Regions from separate parts of the Zea mays genome. Here region 2 is linked to region 1. A link is a contact called in public Hi-C data. All regions are on one chromosome and are shown on one strand. Each heading gives the region's core, a stretch centred on a gene start, on an enhancer-like site or on the middle of the called end of the contact. The rest is flanking DNA. Distances are from core to core; before and after follow the strand shown. Region 1 has its middle 8.1 kb from the start of LOC103650188. Region 2 has its middle 37 kb from the start of LOC103650190.

Region 1 (6,592 bases), core at 648-3,147:
ACCCGCTACAGTTTCCGGACTGAAGGCGATATAGGAAACCATCGTCCAAAAAGCTATACAGACAGTCCGACCAGAGGACATCCCTATACCTGCACTCCTCCATCCCTGCTTGCCTCTTTCGGGAAAGGATTAACTCATACTAGCTTTCTTAATTAATTAGCCAAGGGCGTCCCATTCCACCCTTGTGGTAGCACTGTTTTCTCGACTTGTTGTTCCATGTTCCAATTAACCACAATAATCTTATCATGAACAATAAATAATCAATTTTGAGTAATAAGTATGATGATGATTCATAAATAGCATAGCACCAAAAACCACATAGAGCAATAGAAAGTCTACCCAATAGTTCATTTGTAAGCAAGGTGTAGGGTGAACAAAACTAGGGTAACCTATTAGGCCCCATCAAATTAACATGATCATGTCACAGTGATTATAGAGAACATTATTAGGTAAAGAAAAGTGATCAAGGGCACAACTTTCCTTATACTTACGATAATCTTGTAGTCGAGATGCCTCCCCAAAAGTTGGGCTTCAGATTACTCGTCACCTCGCCTCTACTAGTAGCAATACATACAATCTAGTAAATAATGGATATGGTAACATTAAACCAAAGAAGGAAACAAACCACACATTAGTATTCTACAAGTCTCTACGAGATAGTAGGTTTGAGAGTCACTAAAATCGGAGTTAAAACAAAGAAGTTATGAATAGAACAAGATTTGTGGGCACAATTGATCTAATAGTTGGGATCTAACAAATATTGCATTTAAACTAAGTATGTATTAAATTGAAATATTTGAGTTGGTATTAATTACTTTAACAATTATTTATGAAAACGTAGGTTAGAATTAAAATTATATTAACTAGATTGCCTAGCTAATTAACATTAGTTAAACAAGTAATTAATTAATTAATTAATTAATTAAAACATGGGGTGTGATTGAAACATTGTCATTACTACTAATATAAATTTAATATGAACCTAATGCAATTTGCAAATTAAAATAAATTATTTTGATCCAGAAGATATCGTATTTTTAATAAATTAGTAGGGCTGCACAAAAATAGGTGACACACAATCTGCTTGGTTAAATCAGTTTGTTAAAGGTGGGAAAAGGCATGCTCTTACCTTTGTCAACTTATCATGATTGTACTTACTATTGAATTTGTTCTGCATGACATTCTTGTATGTAAAATGATATGTGGTGGTGGTTATCTATCAGGCGGGGAAGCGTCAAGTCTATCACGCTGGAAAGACTCCTAACTACCACCAACTTACCTTCCAATCAAGTCCTTCGATCTTACGCTGCTGGACATCTCAGTTTTTGACGATCAACCGGAGATCCGATCGATGAACCGGAAGCGCGGTGACAAACCACTAGCCGAGCCGGTAACAGTGATGTTCTGGGTTGCCCTGAAAGATGAACGGACGTAGCTAAATTTCTCGCCGGAGTAGTTGCAAAAGTTGCATAGTAACTCAAACTTCGATCGATGAGATAGTTATAACGGCTTATTGCTACGAGTATAGATATATGGCGGCGGTCTACTGTAGCTTGGATGGCTACGGCCTGCTCTCTCTCTCGCTTGAACTTAGCAGCGGCTCCTGGTTTCCTCGCCGTGGACATAGACCAGAGGCATGTGATGGCCAAAGGGACGTCGTTGTGGATTATATACTCCGGAGCCTGGTCAGGAGCGATCTGTTGGCAAAGATATATATGCACGGATACGACAGTAACGGAATTTCCACATCGTCTGGTTCGTTTGCAACTGATATGAGCCGGGAACGTAGTTGACCCCGCGGCCCCACACGCCAGCGATGCTAGAAACACGGGCAAGCGACTGGATATGTTGGGGCACGGCCCTTCCTACGGCAACAAATGAATAGAAAAATGCGTTGAGGTCATGCCTATGCCATGATGACATAAGCCACGACAAAAAAATAAAATAAAAGAAGACGACGTGGGCTGCATACTGGGCGAAGGTGGCTATGAGCACATGTGAGTTTTTCTCTTTTCTCTCTTTTTTCTATTTCAAATTTCTATTTCATACAGAAATTCCATATTCAAATCTAAGTTCAAGTTTAAAATTCAAATTAAATACAAAATTTCAGCATGAAATGCAACAATATTTGCATTAATTATTTTGTTCATTTATTTAGGCAAATGTTTCGAATATAAAATGCACACACATACATTATTTAGGTTAGGAAACTACTTTTCTTGTACGTATACCATAATCAAAAGTACATAAAAAACAATATTCATTACTCAATCTTCATCATATATATATATATATATATATATATATATATATATATATATATATATATATATATATATATATATATATATATATATATATATATTCCACACATAGATTATTGAGTCCTTAAAGTACTTGTAATTATATAGTTCATGCATGGAATAACCTACTCTAATTGACATTCTTTCTAATATTTTTTTTCTGGGTTTCAAATTAAATTTAAGCTTTAAGGACTCAATCTACTTTAAACACTAAAATTTAGGGTTACAATTTATTTATTTCAGTAAAGGTAATTTCCTAGGTATAATACTTATTAGAAGACACTTTAATTTGATTGTTTTTGGAAAAACCTTACTAAACCCAAAATCAGGATTTTGGGGTGTTATAATTTCTACCCCTTACAAATAATCTCGCCCTCGAGATTTAATAGGAAAGGGATGTAGATGGTTTGTTTGTAATTGAGCTTCTAGTTTTCCATTGGTTTAAACTAGAAAGTTTTTTCATCCTTAATACTAATTAGCGGTGATTAGGAAGGTATGAGTTTTTTTAGTCTAACCACCAAATATTTAGGATAAGAGATGGATAGGTTAGGGTGAGAAAGGCTAGAGAAAGGAAAAGATTCCATCTCGGATGATCATGACTCATCTCGCGATCTGGTTTGACTCTTATCCTTCGTTGTCGAGGTTGGTCTCTTCCTTTTTGGGTGTTGGTGTTACCATCAGAGTTAAATTTCCTCAATTTTGGTGTTACCATAGCCAGGGACATATAGTCGAGATAGGCTAGGGACATATTGTCGAGATAGGTCAGGGACCCTCGGTATTGGTGTTACCATAGCCAGGGACATATAGGTGAGCTCACTTATGGTGGGAGCTCATCAAGTGGAGTGAAAATGCAAAGTTAATAAGGTAAGGCTAAAGTTTAATGTGATTAGCATTTTAGTTGGTCAATATATTATTAAGAACAATTGTTTACTAAGTATAAGTATATACCCAACCCATCACTACAGGAAACGCATAAAATTTCGTGGGCCCGGATATTTTCGTCGGCCGGCCCACGAAAATAAGGAAGGTATTTTCGTCGGCCTCGTCACCGACGAAAATACAGAGTATTTTCGTGGGCCGGGGGCTATATTCGTCGGCAGGCCCACGAAAATACTGAATATATTTTCGTCGGCCTCGTAACCGACGACAATCTGTGTTATTTACGTGGGCCGAGGTCGTGCCGACGAAAATACGACAACTATTTTCGTCGGCCCCACGGAGGCCTACGAAAATACAACAACTATTTTTGTCGGCCCCAATGCGGCCGACGAAAATAAAAAGCCTAAATCGCCCGCGCGCCCGCACCTTCTCTCTCGCTCGCGTGTTTCTCTCGCTCGGTCGTTTCTCTGTTTCGCCGCGCCGCCGCACGCCGCGCCGCCACCGCATGGCCGCGCCCGGCCCTCCCCTCGCGCGCTCGCACGCCGCGCCGCCACCGCACGCCGCGCGCCCGGCCCTCCCCTCGCGCGGTCGAACGCCGCGCCGCCGCCACCACTCGGTATATCCGCCTCCGCCTCCTCTACACCGCCCTGCCGCCGCAAGGATCCAACCTCCGTACGTCGCCTTCTCCGCCGCCTTTCTTCCCGAGGTACGTCATCTCCACCCCCGTCGTTGCTCACTTGCTCTGCCTGGGTACACACATACAGGGTTTAAGCTCGGGATGGATTGGGCAGCGCCACCCGAGGTTTTGCATGCACCCGACCGAAACGGAATTCCGCAAACCCTGTACGGCAATTGGCAATGGCAGAGTTACTGGGGTGGGTGAATGGTTTTGGGATAGACAATTGTTTGTGGGAGCTACGCTGGCGAAATGTAGGCTGTCTATTGTTGCAATTGCAGGATGGATGGGTAGCCTCTGGCCGGCTCTGCTAGTGTGTAGTGTTGCTGTTTGTGGTCTATTCAGGGATGCCCATGTCCATACCCATGCAGATTGCTAGGTTCCGTTCTGTCGGTACATGGTTGGTGGTGTGTCTGCGTCTTTGCTGTCACTGGGTGTAAGGTTTAAGGTGTAGTATCAGTGGGTACCCTCATGAATTAGGGGTTAAGCCCAATGTTCCTTTGTGGGTACATAATGCATGCACTTGGCCTTGTTCCCTGTTAGCTTTTGCTTATGTGTCATTCTAGCAAGTGGGGTACTTTCTTCAGAGAGAATATTTCAAACCAACATTTATCTTATTGTCGGAGCTACTGAAATTTGATTTTTATCTTACTTGCACAAGCCACACGAAACCTTACCATCCCCATGATAGAAATAGAAAAGATCAATTTGGTGATTAGTAGAATGGGTAAAAGAACCTATTGCCATTTCGGGAGCTTGTTGTTTACTCATTATTTCCCCCTGCAGTATTTTGTTTAACACATTGATATCACATGGTTAGCATATTGTTCATTATGTAGCTATCGTGCAGTATTCTGTGTTGGCAATTATCGTGTGCAGTATTCCGGGGTAGCTTCCACGCGATGCTCAGGAATTCTTTCGGCTACTCGCCGCGGGAGAAGAGAGACTGCACGAGCACACTCAGATGTCAGTTCTTGGGACTCTCACAAGACTAATGGCGATAAAGTCGAAGCACAACATTTCAAACAGTGCTTACAACGACATCGTCCAACTGATGGGCGAGGTTCTCCCGGAGAATCATAAGTTGCCAAAGAATATGTACTTCGCAAAGAAGATGTTGGCTGGTCTTGGGATGACATATGAGAAGATCGACGTGTGTCCCAACAGTTGCATGCTATTCTTTGAGGAGGATGACAAGCTGGACCATTGTAAGCATTGCGAAGCTTCTAGATATGTCGAGGTGACAAATGATGAGGGTGAATTGGTAGTTACGAAGGTCGCAGCTAAGCAACTTCGTCGGTTGCCCATCATTCCTCGGCTTTCAAGTTTGTTCCTCAACAAGGAAATAGCTCTGCATATGACGTGGCCAAAGAATGGTGTACGTCTCGTCACTGATCCAGACATAATGGTCCATCCGTCGGACTGTGATGTGTGGAAGGCATTTGACGAGTTCGATCCCGAATTTGCAAACGACCCTAGGAGTGTACGGCTTGGTCTATCGACGGACGGATTCACAGCTTTCAATACCAGTGCAAGCCCTTACTCGTGTTGGCATGTCTTCATTGTGCCATATAATCTTCCTCCTGAGTTGGTCAATAAAGAAGAGTTCATGTTCCTTGCACTAGTCATCCCAGGCCCCGAGCATCCAGGGCCAAAGCTGAATATGTTTGTTCGCCCTTTAATTGAAGAGCTGAAACAATTGTGGAGAGGTGTGAAGGCTTATGACAGCCATACTGAAAAGGAGTTTACCATGCGCGCTGCTTATTTGTGGTCAGTGCATGATCTGCTGGCGTATGGAGATTGGTCTGGATGGTGTGTTCATGGTCGGTTGTGCTGTTCCATATGTATGAATGATACGGATGCATTCAGATTGAAGCATGGTGGGAAAGTGTCATCCTTTGATGCTCATCGACGTTGGACTCCATTCAAGCATGATTTCAGGAATTCGCTTACTGCATTCAGAAGTGGAGCCAAAATCAGAAATGGGCCACCAAAGAGGCAAACTGCACCGCAGATAATGGCATGGCATGCTTGTCTGAAGCAAGGAGAAAATGATAGGTTCCAAGGCTACGGGGAGGACCACAACTGGACCCATATTTCATCAATATGGGAGCTTCTGTATGCAAAAGCCTTGATCATGCCGCACAACATAGACTTGATGCACCAAGAGCGTAACATTGCTGAAAGCATCATAAGCACATGTTTCGATGTGACTGATAAAACGAAAGATATTATGAAGGAAAGAAAAGACATGGCTGAAATTTGTAAGAGACCGATGCTCGAGTTGAAAGTAAGCGATAAAGGGCATGAGAGTAGGCCGCGAGCTGATTACTGCCTCAAGCCAGATGAAAGGAAAGAAATATTTAAGTGGTTGAAGAATCTGAAATTTCTAGATCGATATGCGGCAAATCTTAAACGGACAGTCAATCTGAAGACCGGTAAATTGATCGGTTTGAAAAGCCATGACTACCATATTATTATGGAGAGGCTGATGCCCGTGATGTTTCGAGGCTATTTTAAGGATGAGCTTTGGAGCATATTTGCAGAGCTGAGTTACTTCTATAGGGAAGTATGCGCAAAGACGGTATCGAAGAGGTTGATGCAGAAATTTGAGAAAGAAATTCCAATTCTTATTTGTAAATTTGAAAAGGTTTTCCCGCCAGGATTCTTCAATGTGATGCAACATCTAATTGTGCATTTGCCTTGGGAAGCTTTGGTAGGTGGACCAGTGCAA
Region 2 (6,710 bases), core at 3,183-5,682, 300 kb before region 1:
CCTTCCAGTAAGAACTTTCCATCTGGTCACCCATCCTAGATTTCTCCAAGTTGAGCACACTTAACTTTGACATTCTTTCGAACCAGACTTCCAAACTCAAATTCCAATAATTCTTGTTTCTAAATCCTTATCAAATTATTCCCTATCCAACCATGTCATCCCTTAAGCATGGTTCATATTCCAAAAAACTCCCAAAATACTCTCGTCCCATATTCTGCCTATAATTTCCCTGTTTAGACTAAGTCAGATGATTCATTCACCACTAATCTCACCAACAGTGAACTCTACTGTACTACACCACATACACCCAGCTATAAATACACCCACCTACCCTCTCCCTCTCCACTCACTCTACACCCTCAGCCAAGGCAAACCCCACCCACTCAATTACTCCGCTCTACTGGCTACACACATAGTGTCGCTTCGCCTATAATCCACTCTCCTGGTAAGCACCTCTGCTCCACCACCAAGTAATATCACAACACCACATGACACAAATTCTGCTCAAGACTCTACCCATCCATGTATCGCTATTCTGACCACTATACTAAATATTTGTTGATATACTTCCTGGTTTGTATGTTTGCTTGTACATGTTGCATAGTTATCGGAGCGTTCGTGTCGTCTCGTGAAGGCTAGATCTGCAAGTATACACCAGACGGTGGAGCCAGAAGCCAGTTCCGCGAGCTCTCACCCTTTCACTAGTTAAAGCACGACAAGCTCACTGGATCCCTTTGATGCATAAATTACCTATGCTTTTCAACCACAACCCTCAGCCTGTTATTTTATGCATGATATGATTTTGCTGCTAAGAGACAAAATATTATGGTCACCCAGCCTTAGAACTTTGCCGCAATTAATCTTTATACTCCTTGACATATTTGTTACAAATGATTTGAGAAAAGGTGTGAGTTTTCAAAAGAAAATGTTTTTCAAAATGTGTATGATGAAGGGTTGTCACCCTTATCACCTTTTGAGCGGGATAATCAGGGACTCCCTGGTTTAGGAGAGGGTCTAAGGTGATGGCTCAGCCGGGTTAGGTGTGAGCATGAAGGATTGTCCCTCTCGCCTAAGGACCGGTTTGTCATCACTCATTACCTATACTCTTATCAAGTACAACCACTCGAGACTGTATGGGCAGTCGCTTGATCTGAACTTGCACGGTTCGAACCCCAGGATTATGACGGCTGGGGAGCACCGGGAGGATAAGGAAGGGGAATGTTTTGTATGGTTTGGACATGGTGGTGGCCTTGTTCCTTCCGGTATAATCACTAAGGTAAGGACGTGCAAGGAAGGAGAGAGTTTCGGCATTCAGATATCACGATGGTGAGATTGCAGAAACCAGACTAGTGGGTAAAGTGTACACCACTGTGCAAAGTTTAAAAACCTATTCGAATAGTCTGCATCCACGGATATGGATGAGTCATGGCATGGATTTGACAATTAGTGCTTTGTTTTCCAAAAATGCTTTTGAAAAGTGGTTTTAAAAGGGACGGCGGTCGAGCCGTGAGCTATGGTGGACAGGAAGTCCAATAGCTGTTTTTGAAAATGAAAACTAGTGGGAAACTGCTGAGATACCTGGATGGATTAGTCCAAGGGATTTTGTTCTATATTGAAAAACTTCCTGCTCCTTTGGGAGAGGATGTGCTTTGAAAAATATAAAATGTTTTACAAAATAACCCTGGATCAAATATTGCTATTTCTGCAAAATATCTTGAGCTCCACATACTCCATGCATTATATTTGATTTCCCCATTCCGTGGGTGAAGGTGGGCTGCTGAGTACGTAAGTACTCACCCTTGCTTATTTGTTGTTTTTTAGAGAAGGAGATCGTTGATCAGGTAAGAGTTACGCCTGTTCCCAACCTTGCCTATGGCTGTTGGACCGCTGATTTGCTTCGCTGCGTATATCGGGCTGCTGCAGCCCCACTCTGATGATATGTCCCGAGTTGTGGACCAACTCTTAAAGTTGTTCGCCACCTTTATAGGTTTGTCTTGTTTAAGCAGATCTGGAATCATCTGATGTATAAATGTGTTTACTAGCCTCCTGGGACTAGTAATTATATCACATTTGAGTCCTAGAGGATTGGGACGCTTCACTTAGCTTTAACCATCTTTGGTAAGCCTTACACTTCACATGACCCCCCACTTTAAGTGAGCTCGTGCACATTATTCCCCACAACTTGTTGAGCGATGAACGTATGTGAGCTCACCCTTGCTATACTCACATTCCCCCAGGTCACGGACAAGTACCATAAGATGAAGAGCATGAAGGATGACGCGATGAGTTCGTGAGAGGTCTAGGTCGTCGTCTCCCAGTCAACCGTGGTTGTTGGATCGTTGTCTTCTTATGATGTAATTATTTAGCTATTTTGTATAGAACTCCATTATATATTACATATGTGAAATTCGTTTCTGTACCATAGATCATCATATGTGTGAGGCTTGATCCTAGCACACATTTAATTCGTGCCCGGGTTTGCCCCTTAAATCTGGCTGTGACAGAAGTGGTATCAGAGGAATGTTGGCTGTAGGACGTAACCTAGATAGAACTGGACAACCCTTACCTACTTACCTTTGCTAATCTGATTCTTTCTAGCTTTTCTTAATTTTTTCTTATGTATTGCTACTATACTTTGATTAATATCACCTTTTGTATTCTGATACCCATGAGGATTTCACACCTTGGAATCCTGTACCTAAAGTGTTCCTTAGGAATAGGACACCTAATCCTAGGAGACCTAATCTTAGGAATAAAAACAAACTATTTTTATAAGTAGCTATGCGCTTGAATGTTTGTTCTTATGAACATGGTTGATTTGGTTCTTTGATTGAGTGTGATGAGTTGTGGAGTAATATCCACAATTGCATCTAAATACATATAGGCATAAAAATATATTTTAAAAGGTAAATTATTCCCTATAAAAAACAAATATATCTATCTTACCTTAAAAAGATTCTACCTTATCCTTCCATTTTATCCTAACCACTTTGCTTATCTCATCCTAAAGTAACGAAATGATCTAATCCAAATTAATTAAATCTTATCTAGTCTAAACTAGTCATACCAATCTAGTCTAGATCTCATTTGAGCTAAGGCAAACTAATGTGATCTAATCCAGTCTTACCTAATACTAATCAGACCAATCTAATCTAATAAGACCTAGTCTAATTGGCTCATATTTTTAGTACCTATCTAGTGGGTAGAGTAAATTAAACCGGATTAGTTAATATATCAAACTCTACACCTATAAACTCTTTTCCCACCTAGATCACTAAGTCCTAAATTGGTGTCTTATACCTACTCGGCCATGCAAAACTACCTAACCTACCTGATAGGATACCTAAATCCACTTACCCAAAATCAAAGTAAACCATGTTTAACCTACCCACCCCATGTACCCATGATTATCTTAGTTATATGTCCCTAACTCGGATGGTAACTCCAAGATTGAAGACCGAAGATGATCAACCTCATCAAGGAAGGATAAGCACCAACTCAAGTCCTCAAAGACCAAGCTGGATCACCAGATGAGTCAAGATCCACTATCCATGATGGAGTCTTTCCTTGCCAAAATCTTTCTTTCTTATACTTGTGTTGATCTTTCTTACCCTAACTTTCTTTACTAATAGCTAAAACATGATTATAAGGTACCCATGCTATCCTAGTCACCTACTAATTAGTCTTAAAATAAATAAAAACTTTATGGTTTGGTACCAATTGAAAACTAGAAGCTAAATACAAAGAAAACCTTCTATATCCCTTTTCTTAGTAATCTCGAGGACGAGATTATTTTTAAGGAGGTAGAATTTGTAACACCTCAAAATTCTACTTTTGGAAATATAGTAAACTCTCTATAGGCTACGAATTGGAGTACCTTTTTATCATATCTTTCTTACCTTTGAAGTTACTAAAAAAAGGTTTCTAATAAAAGATTAAATGAAAAGGATCCCTATGTGAACTAAGTTATTCCTTTGCTAAAACTATATAAGAGCTCCTTAAGGATTTAAGTTAAACCATCTCTTAATAAAGCATTCTATACACTAGAATTTATCCTTCGTAAAAATACCTATTTTTTGGGGTGTTTCGAAATCCATACTTAAAAGCAATTGTTTAATAGGTAATAATATAAATATAATAAAATCTTTGCATTCCGTGATGGAGTTTTTGTTGTGCATCTTAATTGAAGTTTAAAATTGGAACACAGAATCAAATTTAAAATTGGATTTGTGAATTGAAAATAGAAATTAAACCAAAGGAAAAAGAAAAGAGAGCTGAAATAAAAAAGAAATAAAATCAAACCTGCCTAGGCCGAATTACCCCCACGCGGCCCAGCTCCATTTCACCTCCCGCTTGCCCATAAACTGTGTGCCTGCGCTGCACTAGGGCGCCGATGGGTGGGTCCCACATGTCGGCCACATCTCGTGCCTACACTGACACTTGCGCCCGTCACTGCACCGTGGGGCCATAATGTCATGCTCTATTGCTCTCACCTCCCTAGTGTGCTTTGTTCCTCTGGCTGGCGCGTGGACCCACTTGTCAGATGTATCTCCCCCGCAAAACCAGCACGGACGCCGGTAACAGAAACCGTGGGCATCGCACGCATATGCACGCCGCCAGGACCTATAACTGGGCTATATATATTGACCCATTCGAGCCTCCCTTCCCGTCAAGACGAAGACCTCGATCCTGCATCAAGTTTATTTCCCATCTTTTGGAATAGGTAGTGGAGGGACCCTTTTGTGGCTGTTCTGTGGGGAATTGAGTTGGATCTCCTATAGATAGGCTTCAAGTTTATTCTCCAGGCCTCCATCCTGCATCAAGTCAACCTTTTAGATAGGCTTCAAGTTTGCTTCATTTACTTCCCTAAACCCTAAACCATCCACAGTAATTCCCCCCATGATCAAGTTATTCTTATCCGCAACTTACCTAGAATCCCTAGGAATAGGTAGTGGAGGGACATCTTTTCTTCAGATCTTTTGGACAAGCCCTGAACTGCTAGTGCTCGACTGAATCACCTAGATTCATCTCCTCTGTTCTCCCAACTCTGAATAAGGATAGGCCAACCTCACTACCCCAAAACTATTCACCAACATAGCTCTTTTAGGTTGCTATAGCACTGCCAGGCCAACAATGCATAGATTCAAAGTTATGGTGTCTCCAAAGTCTAGCACACACATTGAACCCAGTTTCAGTTGACTGAAACTACAACAGACTGCAACAGTCTAACAACCAAGGTTTGGATGCCTTTTACTTAAGATTTTACACAACACTAAGCTCAGTACTCCACAAGAAACTTGTTAACCCTTCCATGATCTACCACTTTACTACAAACACTACGCTCCAAAACCTTATAGATTGGTCACAAAGAAGCTCCGAAGTGGGCACAACTCACTGACAGAACTACACTTGTCTGAACAAAGTTAGATAATAGACGTTGTCTGTCTACCCATCTTGAAGTAAGATTTTGCCCTAGTTACAAACAACTTTAGGGGTAGAAATTTTAACCAAACTTACTCTTCGACTATAGTTCTACCACTTTGCTATAGGAGATCCAACTTAATTCCCCACAGAACAACCACAAAAGGGGTCTGAACATGGCTACAAAACACTGAAAATTAGGACTTAGATACTATACTGAGCTGAGTCTGAAATTTAAATTCTGATAGCTCCACTTTGGACATGTTTTTTACCCAGTTCCATGCAGCTTTATGGCTACTATACTGAATAAAAGTTGTTCTCCTATAATTACTCTACAAGTTTTCCATAATGACTACTAGTTAAAATCTTATGAATTTAAAACTACAGAGGTTCAAAATTTGCTCATTGTCACTATCTTTAGAAAACCCAAAACTGAGTAAATTCTGAATTTTGCAAATTACATCACGTTTCTCTTCAAAACATGAAAATCTCAACACATGAAAGTTGTTTGGTTTCGGGAACTCTACAACTTTGGTGTTTTAAATTTTGGCAAAACTCAAGTAGATCACTGGGTTCACCTTTGAGGCCTTGAATCCAACTTCTAAAGTACTTAAACACACTTAAGTCTTTCACACACTTTAGCCCACCTTTAAGAGGAAGAACTTCTCTACTAAACACACCATCTTTTACCCTAGTGAATGCATTCTAGGTGTATTACAAATACAATAATGCCAATGCATATGATGACATGTCAAGTTTTAGTTACCGTAACACCAGGGGTGTTACAGGCTACCAACCCGCCTTGTTTGTCACTTCCAACCCATATTCACTCTCTTTGTTTTGAAAACCCATTGTGTACCTATGGAATGAAACTTCGAAGGAGGTGGCACCAAAAGCCAAGCCTGATTTTTGTCAAAATTTTCAAGCTCCTCATGCATAGCATTGACCCAGTTAGGATCAGACAAAGTTTGTCCAACATCCTAGGGCTCAAAAGAAGCAACAAAAGTTGAGTGAGCAAAATGAGACATCTACTAATACCTGGAGCGAGTGACTCACTCATCAATCTCACCAATCAACTGTTGAAGAGGGTGATCGCGCTGGACATGTCGTGGAGCCATCCTCGAGAGGTGGCCTCCCCCTCAACAGTAGCCTCAACTCCTCATTCTCGGTAGGAATTGGCTCAATCGGACACCAAGTGGTGGAAGAAGTGGGATCGAGTCCATCAGCCAAAGTAGTGGAAGCAGGCTCGACTGGGGCAGCCGGTGGAGTCGGCTCGGGATCACCCCAAT

What was found. A called contact is a pair of places that touch in the nucleus more often than the background predicts.
Region 2: a Hi-C map of tassel shows a contact between it and region 1, with 7 times the contacts expected there. The contact joins two enhancer-like sites. A contact is called at or near these places in 2 of 25 Hi-C or Micro-C datasets (ear and tassel).

What each region holds. Positions count from the first base shown.
Region 1 is chr3:69,940,451-69,947,042 of Zm-B73-REFERENCE-NAM-5.0, reverse strand. No RefSeq gene overlaps it. Among protein-coding and RNA genes, the nearest start is that of LOC103650188, 8.1 kb to the right of the region's middle. Within about 2 kb of position 1,897, at least 16 of the 20 cell types and tissues checked have an H3K27ac peak or open chromatin away from gene starts, as enhancers often do. A contact at or near this core is called in ear and tassel, where this site is marked.
Region 2 is chr3:70,245,568-70,252,277 of Zm-B73-REFERENCE-NAM-5.0, reverse strand. No RefSeq gene overlaps it. Among protein-coding and RNA genes, the nearest start is that of LOC103650190, 37 kb to the left of the region's middle. Within about 2 kb of position 4,432, at least 19 of the 20 cell types and tissues checked have an H3K27ac peak or open chromatin away from gene starts, as enhancers often do. A contact at or near this core is called in ear and tassel, where this site is marked.